Regions from separate parts of the Sus scrofa genome. Here regions 2 and 3 are each linked to region 1. Evidence: chromatin contacts called from public Hi-C and promoter capture Hi-C data. All regions are on one chromosome and are shown on one strand. The core of a region is the stretch at or near the end of the contact, and the rest is flanking DNA. Distances in the headings are between cores, read along the strand shown.

Region 1 (2,684 bases), core at 92-2,591:
GGGCACAGAGTGCACCCTAGGTAGCCTTACCATTTCTGCATGCCTCTGGTCCTGGCACGCAGTTCCATGTTCATCTAACAAAGTTCTACTTCAGGAGTTCCCGTCGTGGCGCAGTGGTTAACGAATCCGACTAGGAACCATGAGGTTGCGGGTTCGGTCCCTGCCCTTGCTCAGTGGGTTAACGATCTGGCGTTGCCGTGAGCTGTGGTGTAGGTTGCAGACGCGGCTCGGATCCTGCGTTGCTGTGGCTCTGGCGTAGGCCGGTGGCTACAGCTCCGATTCAACCCCTAGCGTGGGAATCTCCATATGCCCCGGGAGTGGCCCAAAGAAATAGCAACAACAACAACAACAACAACAACAAAAAAAAGACAAAAAAAAAAAAAAAAAAGTTCTACTTCAATCTCTTGGTGGGGTTCCCTTGAAGATGGCAGGAAGAAGTTGTATTTTTTTGGAAGTCTTTCAATGGAAATATTTTCCTTAGCAATTGACTCTCAAATCTCTCCTCTAGTCAGAATAGATTCCAATAAGGAGACTGTAAATAGAGATGATGAAAATTCATCCAATCAGCAGGTGTTTCTTGAGCACCTCCTGTGCGTTCAGCATCACTGTAGGATCTCTGAATAAGTGTACACTAGAGAAATAGCACCTAATCATGAAGGTAGATTTTCCAGATCAGAAACAATCAGAAAAAAACCAAAAACCAAGCCGGAGTTCCCGTTGTGGCTCAGCGGTAATGAACTCGACTAGTGTCCATGAGGACTAGGGTTCAATCCTTGGCCTCACTCAGTGGGCTCAGTGGGTTAAGCTTCCACTGAGCTGTGATGCAGACAGCAGAGGCGGCTAGCCCGGGAACATCCATATGCCTCAGGAGAGGCCCTAAAAAAAAAAAAAAAAAATTAAAGAAAGGATCTACTTTTTTGGAACCTCAAAGGGCTTCTAAGGAAAGTTCAGGGCTTTCTAGGGTAGCTAGCTGGATATAGAAGATGAGTAAATTTTTCGCCTAGAAATACAGAGAATGGTGGTAGCCCGGAGAGCAACAGTTTTTCTCTAATTCCTAGCTCGATAGTACACTCGACATTGTAGACAGAAGATCCTAATCTCTACGTTTGCCAGTCCCACAAAGCACTTAATCAGGTGCTGGTCATCTACGGTACTGGAAAGCCAGCTTGAAAAGCCACTCTAGACGGCAGAATAATAAAAGCGTGAAAGAAAAGAAAGAAAAGCGTGAAGGAGCACAGACAAATCGATCACAGAGGCTGCAGCATCCCGGAGGCAGGCGCGCTCTACAAAGGAAAGGTGGGGCTTGTCTGAGAACTACAACTCCCAGAAGGCATCCAGCAGAGTACCAACGTTTCCGGCCAGAGCTCATTTCCGGTCTTTCGGGTGCTGACGCTCTCTTCCGGCCTTCGTGGCCCCCTGAAGGGTTTGTGGGGTGCGCACGGTGAGTCCTTTGATTCTGGGGGTGCCAAAGTTCGTGTCCACACAACACTCAGCGGCTGAGGGTTAGCTTTGGCAGGGCGGGGAGGGAATAGAGCACGCTGGCTGGAGGACGTGTAATCTTGGCAAGAGACGGAGGGGGGGCAGAACAGACTAAGCCCTCAGAGGGCCCCAGAAAGGGATGTGGAAGACGAGGACGAATGCGGTCCCGCGGGAAAAATGGACAGTAGGATACAGGGGCGTGAGGGAGGACCCCGCTAGCGCGCATTGGGATACCTGGGGTGCTGGTGGAGGAATAGCAGCCGGGGAAAGGCAACAGTCGTGAGGGATTCCTGTGTGAAGGAAAGCTAGAGGCTGCTACAGTTCCGAGATGGGCCGAAATGCGGCAGGCCAAGGAAACCTCTATTCTGGCCACATGGAGCTCTCTCAGAAGACCCCAGTAATTGGGGAGCACCCAGGACCCCTCGCAGTAATAGGTAGCAGATATGCCCTGGAGGTCTACAGATTTTCGAGGGCTGCAGGGTGGATTTGGTGGGAAGCTTGCGAATGGGACAGCTTTGGTAGCGTATACTCTGCTCTGTGAAAGTGGCCGCTGCTTTGATGAGCTCAAAAGATCTTTTGACGGACTTTGTAAGAAAGGACTGTCAGAAAGATTTTGGTGGTTTTACATGCTTGGATTGACTGCTCACTTGCTTTTTCCTCCAAAGATGAGGCTGCTGGCATTCGTGGTGTTGACTCTCTTTGCTGTCACTCAAGCAGAAGAAGGAGCCAGGCTTTTGGCCTCCAAATCACTGCTGAACAGATATGCTGTGGAGGGGCGAGACTTGACCTTACAGTACAACATCTACAATGTTGGCTCAAGGTAAGGAGGCCCTGAAGCTATAGGTTGGGCCCTTTTAAGCTTCTCAGGTATCTTGACTGGGAACAGGGATCAGTAATGATTTATCTTTGGGAGGACTCCAGCAACAGGTATAGTGTGTAAATGAATTCACTGCTGGATGACTTTTGGAGGAGGATATTCTTACCTAAGCTACAGGAAACCATCCTCCAATTTTGTGAGTTGCTAGAGTCTCATAGTGGAGAAGAAGAAAGAATTGTGTGAAATAGGGAGAGAAGGATGAAAAGGCAGAAAAGAGGAGTTCCCCATGTGGCTCAGCAGAAACGAATCTGACTAGGATCCATGAGGATGCAAGTTCAATCCCTGGCCTCGATCAGTGGGTTAAGGGATCTGGCGTTGCTGTGAGCTC
Region 2 (2,684 bases), core at 50-2,549, 250 kb before region 1:
TTTTAGTCAAATAATTTTAGGATTAGGCTAAAAAAAAAAACCCAAATCAAAAAGTGCATTCAGTGGAGTTCCCGTCGTGGCGCAGTGGTTAACGAATCCGACTAGGAACCATGAGGTTGTGGGTTCGATCCCTGCCCTTGCTCAGTGGGTTAACGATCCGGCGTTGCTGTGAGCTGTGGTGTAGGTTGCAGACGTGGCTCGGATCCCGCGTTGGTGTGGCTCTGGCGTAGGCCAGTGGCTACAGCTCCGATTCAACCCCTAGCCTGGGAACCTCCATATGCCGCGGGAGCGGCCCAAGAAGTAGCAACAATAACAACAACAACAACAACAAAAAGGCAAAAGACAAAAAAAAAAAAAAAAAGTGCATTCAGGAGTTCCCATCGTGGCGCAGTGGTTAACGAATCTGACTAGGAACCATGAGGTTGCGGGTTCGATCCCTGCCCCTGCTCAGTGGGTTAACAATCCGACTGTGAGCTGTGGTGTAGGTTGCAGACTCAGCTTGGATCCTGCGCTGCTGTGGCTCTGGCATAGGCCGGCAGCTACAGCTCTGATTTGACCCCTAGCCTGGGAACCTCCCATATGCCGCTGGAGTGGCCCAAGAAATGGCAAAAAGACAAAAAAAAAAAAAAGCATTTGTTTAGCCAGACATCAACTCCCTTTGAAAAATACTGCTTTCATTTTCTATTTTCTGAAGTTTCTTTTCTCAACCATAAAATTGTGAGCTCTTCCAGACAAGAATGTGCATACCTGGAAACTCAGTAAATAGTAATAATTGACAAAAAGTTCCCTCTGAGGTGTGCTATCCCCTGCCCCCACCGCCCCACATTCCTTCAAATTTCCTCTGTGCCTTCCCTGCCTCAGAGTCGTTTTGCAGATTCCATTTGAATCTTGAATCCAGACAACATGCCCACTTACAGCTTAGTTTAGTGGGACAGTTGGGTAGGAGAGGTTGGGAATATTTGGGAATATGTCTGCCAATCTAGGCCAGGATGACTTGCTTGCCAGCTCAGTTGGGGATGATGAACAATGCTTAACTTTTTTTTTTTTTTCCCTTTTTTGCCACACGGTCAGTGTGCGGAAATTCCTGGGCCAGGGATCGAACCTACGCCGCACAGCAGCAACCAGAGCCACAGCAGTGAGAACATAGGATTCTCAACGCGCTAGGCCATCAGAGAACTCTCCGCTTAACCTTTCTGATTCTATTCTCACGCAAGCCTAAATCTGAGTTAAGGGAGGCGGTCTCTTTAAGAACTGCTGTGATGGCCCCGCCCTTTAAAGAGATCAGCTGAATCTCTGAGTCATATGACCCAGCGTCTCTTCCGCCCTCTGAAGTTAGAACTGCATGGGTAGCTGTGAGGAGCCCTGCCGGGGTTGGGGGCACTATGTCCCCAGCCCCGTGCTCCTCCTGAGTCTACTTCTGACAGCAGCTCCTTTTGGCCTGCTGGGGGAGGAAACCCGCCAGGTGAGGGACTAGAGCAATCCTGTTTCAGGATGTGCTGCCTTGAAGGGTGGTTGGAATCTAGGATAACCGAGAGGTGGGGGTGGAGGGTGCTTGCATTGAGAAGAGTTTCTTCAACCCTGGGGGTGGGGACAGCCATGGATCATGGGACAGAATTGAGAAGTAGGATGTATGAGGGCTTCCTGTCTTCCCGGGAAATCTGAACTCTGACTTAGCCCTGAGTAAGCCAGATCCAGGCAAGTATTGGATTTTTTTTTTTTTTTTCTTCTCTCAGCCCTGTGTCCTTATCTCTCCACTAGAGTCAAGGCCGTTTTCTCTACCCACCTCTCCTTACAGCAGGAATCTCTTAGCTCCCACAAGCATTGCTCTTGCCTAGGCCCCAAGGTCCCACCGTTTCCCCATCATTTCCCAAGCCCCCTTCCCTGTCCCCAAACATCTGCCCTGTGTCTCTCCCTGATCCTGTTCCCTTGACCCTCCCACTACTCCATGTTCTAGGTGTCTCTGGAGGTCATCTCTGACGGGCTGGACCCTCCCCAGAACCTGCTTCATATCCATGCAGTGGGTACCAACTCCACACTGCACTATGTGTGGAGCAGCCTAGGGCCCCCAGCAGTGCTACTAGTGGCCACCAATACCCCCCACAGCACCCTGCGTGTGAACTGGAGCCTCCTGATCTCCTCTGACCCTGAAGGGAGCTTGATGGTGCTCCCCAAAGACAGCATCCAATTTTCTTCTGCCGTTGTCTTTACCAGGGTGAGGAGGTTGGGGGAAACCGAAGGGAATCAGTACAGAGGAGAGACTTCATTTGAGTTAGAGAAACTGAAGACTGGGGGTAGATGAAATAGAGGTATGAGAGCCGGGGGTGGGGGGCAGTGACTTGGGGGGTGGTGACTCAGGAGAAACCTGGACTCTGGCAAGCCCAGTCCCTCCTCACCCCCACCCGCCAGCTGTTTGAATTTGACAGCACCAACACATCCGATGCAGTGACAAAGCCTCCAAGAAAATCGTATCCTCCGTATTCCTTGGCTGAGTTCTCTTGGAACAACATCACTGATTCATTGGATCCTGCCACCCTGAGTGCCACATTTCGAGGCCACCCCATTCACGACCCTACCGGGGCTTTTGCCAATGGCAGCTTGGCCCTCAGGGTAAGGGTATGGGGAATCAGAACTCAAAAGGCTGGTTGATAAGGGTGGGAGTTGATGAGGGTCGCCTTCAAACACAG
Region 3 (2,684 bases), core at 51-2,550, 150 kb after region 1:
CCCTATTTTCCACCCCACTCGCTGCTCCAGGGAGCGTAACTGATCTCCGAGCCCGTAGGGCTGGGTCGGGGACCAGCGGCTCCGAGATGACGTAATGCTTTCTCTGGTACACAAAGCGGCCTCCCCAGGGCTCAGCCTTTTTCGCCCCTCCCCCTCCGGCCTGGATCAGGCCCCCGCCAGCACCAGAGCGGGTGAGTCCCCCTTTTTGAAAAACCAGTCTAGGGAAACAGGGAACAAAGGCCCGGGAAGAAGAGCCTAGGCGCTGCCAGGAGGCCCAGAAATAGACATCACGTCATCCCCTAGCCCAGCAGCGCCAAGCGCCATTTGGTAGCATAGGAGGACCCCACCATTACGATGCAGAATAGAAATTGCAGGGCTCACGTTTTCTCCTAGCCCCAGCATCCAGCTGACCGGCTTAAGGAGTGGCTTGCTTTTGGCTCTCCACCCCCGCACCCTTCTCTCCCCAGAGGCCGCCACCTCCCCTGGCTCCCAGCCACACAGCCCACAGTCTCCAAGCTGCCATCTTGATGCCCCATCCCCTTGCCACCTCCCTCCCCCGCAGCCCTGAAGGAGTGGGAGGAGGAGGAAGGGGCACCGCCCTGCGTGCCCCAAGGGGGAGGGCTCGGCCTACCCCACCTCTCCTCCCCCAGAAGGAGGGGTTCACATCCTCCGCAAGCTCTCTGTTTCTCACCTCCAGCAGTGCTGACAGTGCACCATACAAGGTTTTAGCATCCCGAACCTCCCCAACCTCGGTGTGGCTCTGGCCTTCCCAGCCCCTGCAGCCCATAGCTCAAGTTCAGGTCTGCCCACTGCCTACTACGCATCACCACAGGCCCGATTTTAGAGCGGATAGCACCTGAAGGTCCTGGTCTTGGTTTCACTCTCTGCCCAGCCCCTGGGCTCCCTTGGTTTTGCAACGGTTTCGCCTACCCCAAGCTTAGTTTGCCAGATTCTACTTACCAAAGCTAGGTCGGATATTGGTGATCTCAGCCATGTCGTAATCGGAGGCTATTGCTATTAACGCGTTTGCACTGGTCAGGCAACTCTGGGAACCTCCGGTCAGTACCTAGGCCGCCGCTGCAGAGCGCTAGGTCAGGGGAGGGGGAAGGTATCTGGCGGACGCCTCCTGCGACGGTCTGGTCCCTGGTTGCCAGCTGCGGTCGCCTCTTAAGATGCTCCAGGGATGCTCTGAGCTAAGGATGCAGGTGCAGCCAGACTGGTCCTGATGCGAGGTAGGCCCCGCCTTCTTCCGAACGACCCTCGGCAGAAGGCTCCGCCTCTGTCCGAAAAGTTCCGGAAGGCAAGACCCGCCCCTTTCCGGAAGACCTCTGGGAGGGGCCCTCTCCCTTCGCCAAGATTTCCAGAGAATGAGACCCCGCCCACTAATGGGTTGTGGGTCTGTAAGGCGAAAACTCTGCGGCCTAAGAAGTGTAGGTAGGTATTTTATCATATGAGAGCCTATAGATCTTGTGATTCCGGTTCCCTGGGCTTAATATAGTAACTGAATATTCTGGCCGAGGGGGACCCAGGATTTTGGAAAAACAAAATTCTATCTTGCCTACATTCAGTATCAATTGCAATTATTATAAGTTTATGAGACCACTAAAGAATATTTTGAAACCTTTCTTAAACTTCAGAAACTCTGATTAAAGACCAAACGTGGTGATGGTTGCAGAGTTCTGAAAATTTAGTGAAAATAATTTAATTGTATAAGTAAAACGGCTGGGTTTTGTGGTGTGTAGATTGAAACTGTTTTAAAAAAGGACTAATGAAGAGTGCCAAAGTTAATCAGTGTTGGATATTTCTCTTGTAAAAGCTTCAAGTGCTTAGGGCTGCTTAGAGAAGTTTGAGAGAGAGAGTGAGGGAGGGATGGAGGAAGAGAGAAAGAGAAGTATGGAGAGAGGCAGTGAAAACCAACAGATCCGTGTATTCTGTAGATCCAAAAGCAGGACACAAATGAAACTCCAAGCTTCTAGAGACTTCCTTGGCATTCGGAAGGTTTAGGGTGATTCAGGTTACCGTCAGACTACTGCAGGTTATCTCCATGATTACATCAATTTCGTCATTCATTTTGGTTGTGGTTACTTTCATCCTATCCGATTCTGTTTACAGACAGGATCAGGTCAGGTAGATTATTTAAATGCATAAATATTTGGTGGTGGTTCACCTGTAAAGTGAGAGAGTTGAATGTATTTTTCCAGCTTTGACATTTTGTCCTTCTTGAAAAGAGGAAAAGAACATGGTTCTAGGAGTCATTCATTCATTCAAAACACATGTATTGAATTTATTGAACATTGACTATGTCCCAGGCACCATCCTGGACACCGGATTAATGCATTAGAAGCTAGAGTGAGGCTACTGGATTCCCTCTCACAGCTAGTTATCTTTGTGAAATCATCTACCCAGTTGAGCCAAAAATTTGTCCTGCGGAAATTGGAAGGTATAATATCCACTGTGCCACAGGATTTATTGTGAAGATCAAATCACCTTTGATAACGTAAGTGAAAGCATTCTGTTAAATGCGGAGTGTTTTATAGATATGAATAATTATAATTTATAATTATGGATTGAGTCCAAGTCTGCCTTAGCTTTATTCAGGAAACTGCAGTTTGTAACCTAGGGATTCCTCTTTCTGAAATTTTATGAATTCCCCGTTTCCCTGGTCCCATATTCCAGGTGTCTCG

Evidence for each region. Promoter capture Hi-C pulls out the DNA fragments that hold promoters and counts their contacts. Hi-C and Micro-C count contacts between places; a contact is called where the count stands out from the background.
Region 2: a contact with region 1 is called in a promoter capture Hi-C map of liver, with 2.4 times the contacts expected there. The contact joins the promoter of GLMP here to the promoter of SSR2 in region 1. A contact is called at or near these places in 1 of 5 promoter capture datasets (liver) and 1 of 2 datasets of contacts at active chromatin or transcription factors (alveolar macrophages).
Region 3: a contact with region 1 is called in a Hi-C map of liver, with 6 times the contacts expected there. The contact joins the promoter of SYT11 here to the promoter of SSR2 in region 1. A contact is called at or near these places in 3 of 47 Hi-C or Micro-C datasets (heart right ventricle, liver and skeletal muscle) and 2 of 2 datasets of contacts at active chromatin or transcription factors (alveolar macrophages and skeletal muscle).

The regions. Positions count from the first base shown.
Region 1 is chr4:94,009,383-94,012,066 of Sscrofa11.1, forward strand. It overlaps SSR2 (translocon-associated protein subunit beta), which reads left to right and starts at 1,342. Exons shown (of 6, transcript XM_001928470.5): 1 at 1,342-1,441; 2 at 2,145-2,299. The coding sequence starts at 2,145.
Region 2 is chr4:93,757,640-93,760,323 of Sscrofa11.1, forward strand. It overlaps GLMP (glycosylated lysosomal membrane protein), which reads left to right and starts at 1,300. Exons shown (of 5, transcript XM_005663295.3): 1 at 1,300-1,462; 2 at 2,407-2,607. The coding sequence starts at 1,343.
Region 3 is chr4:94,161,791-94,164,474 of Sscrofa11.1, forward strand. SYT11 (synaptotagmin-11) reads right to left here and starts at 1,301. Exons shown (of 4, transcript XM_001928804.6): 1 at 961-1,301. The coding sequence starts at 994. GON4L (GON-4-like protein) reads left to right here and starts at 97. Exons shown (of 34, transcript XM_021089699.1): 1 at 97-191.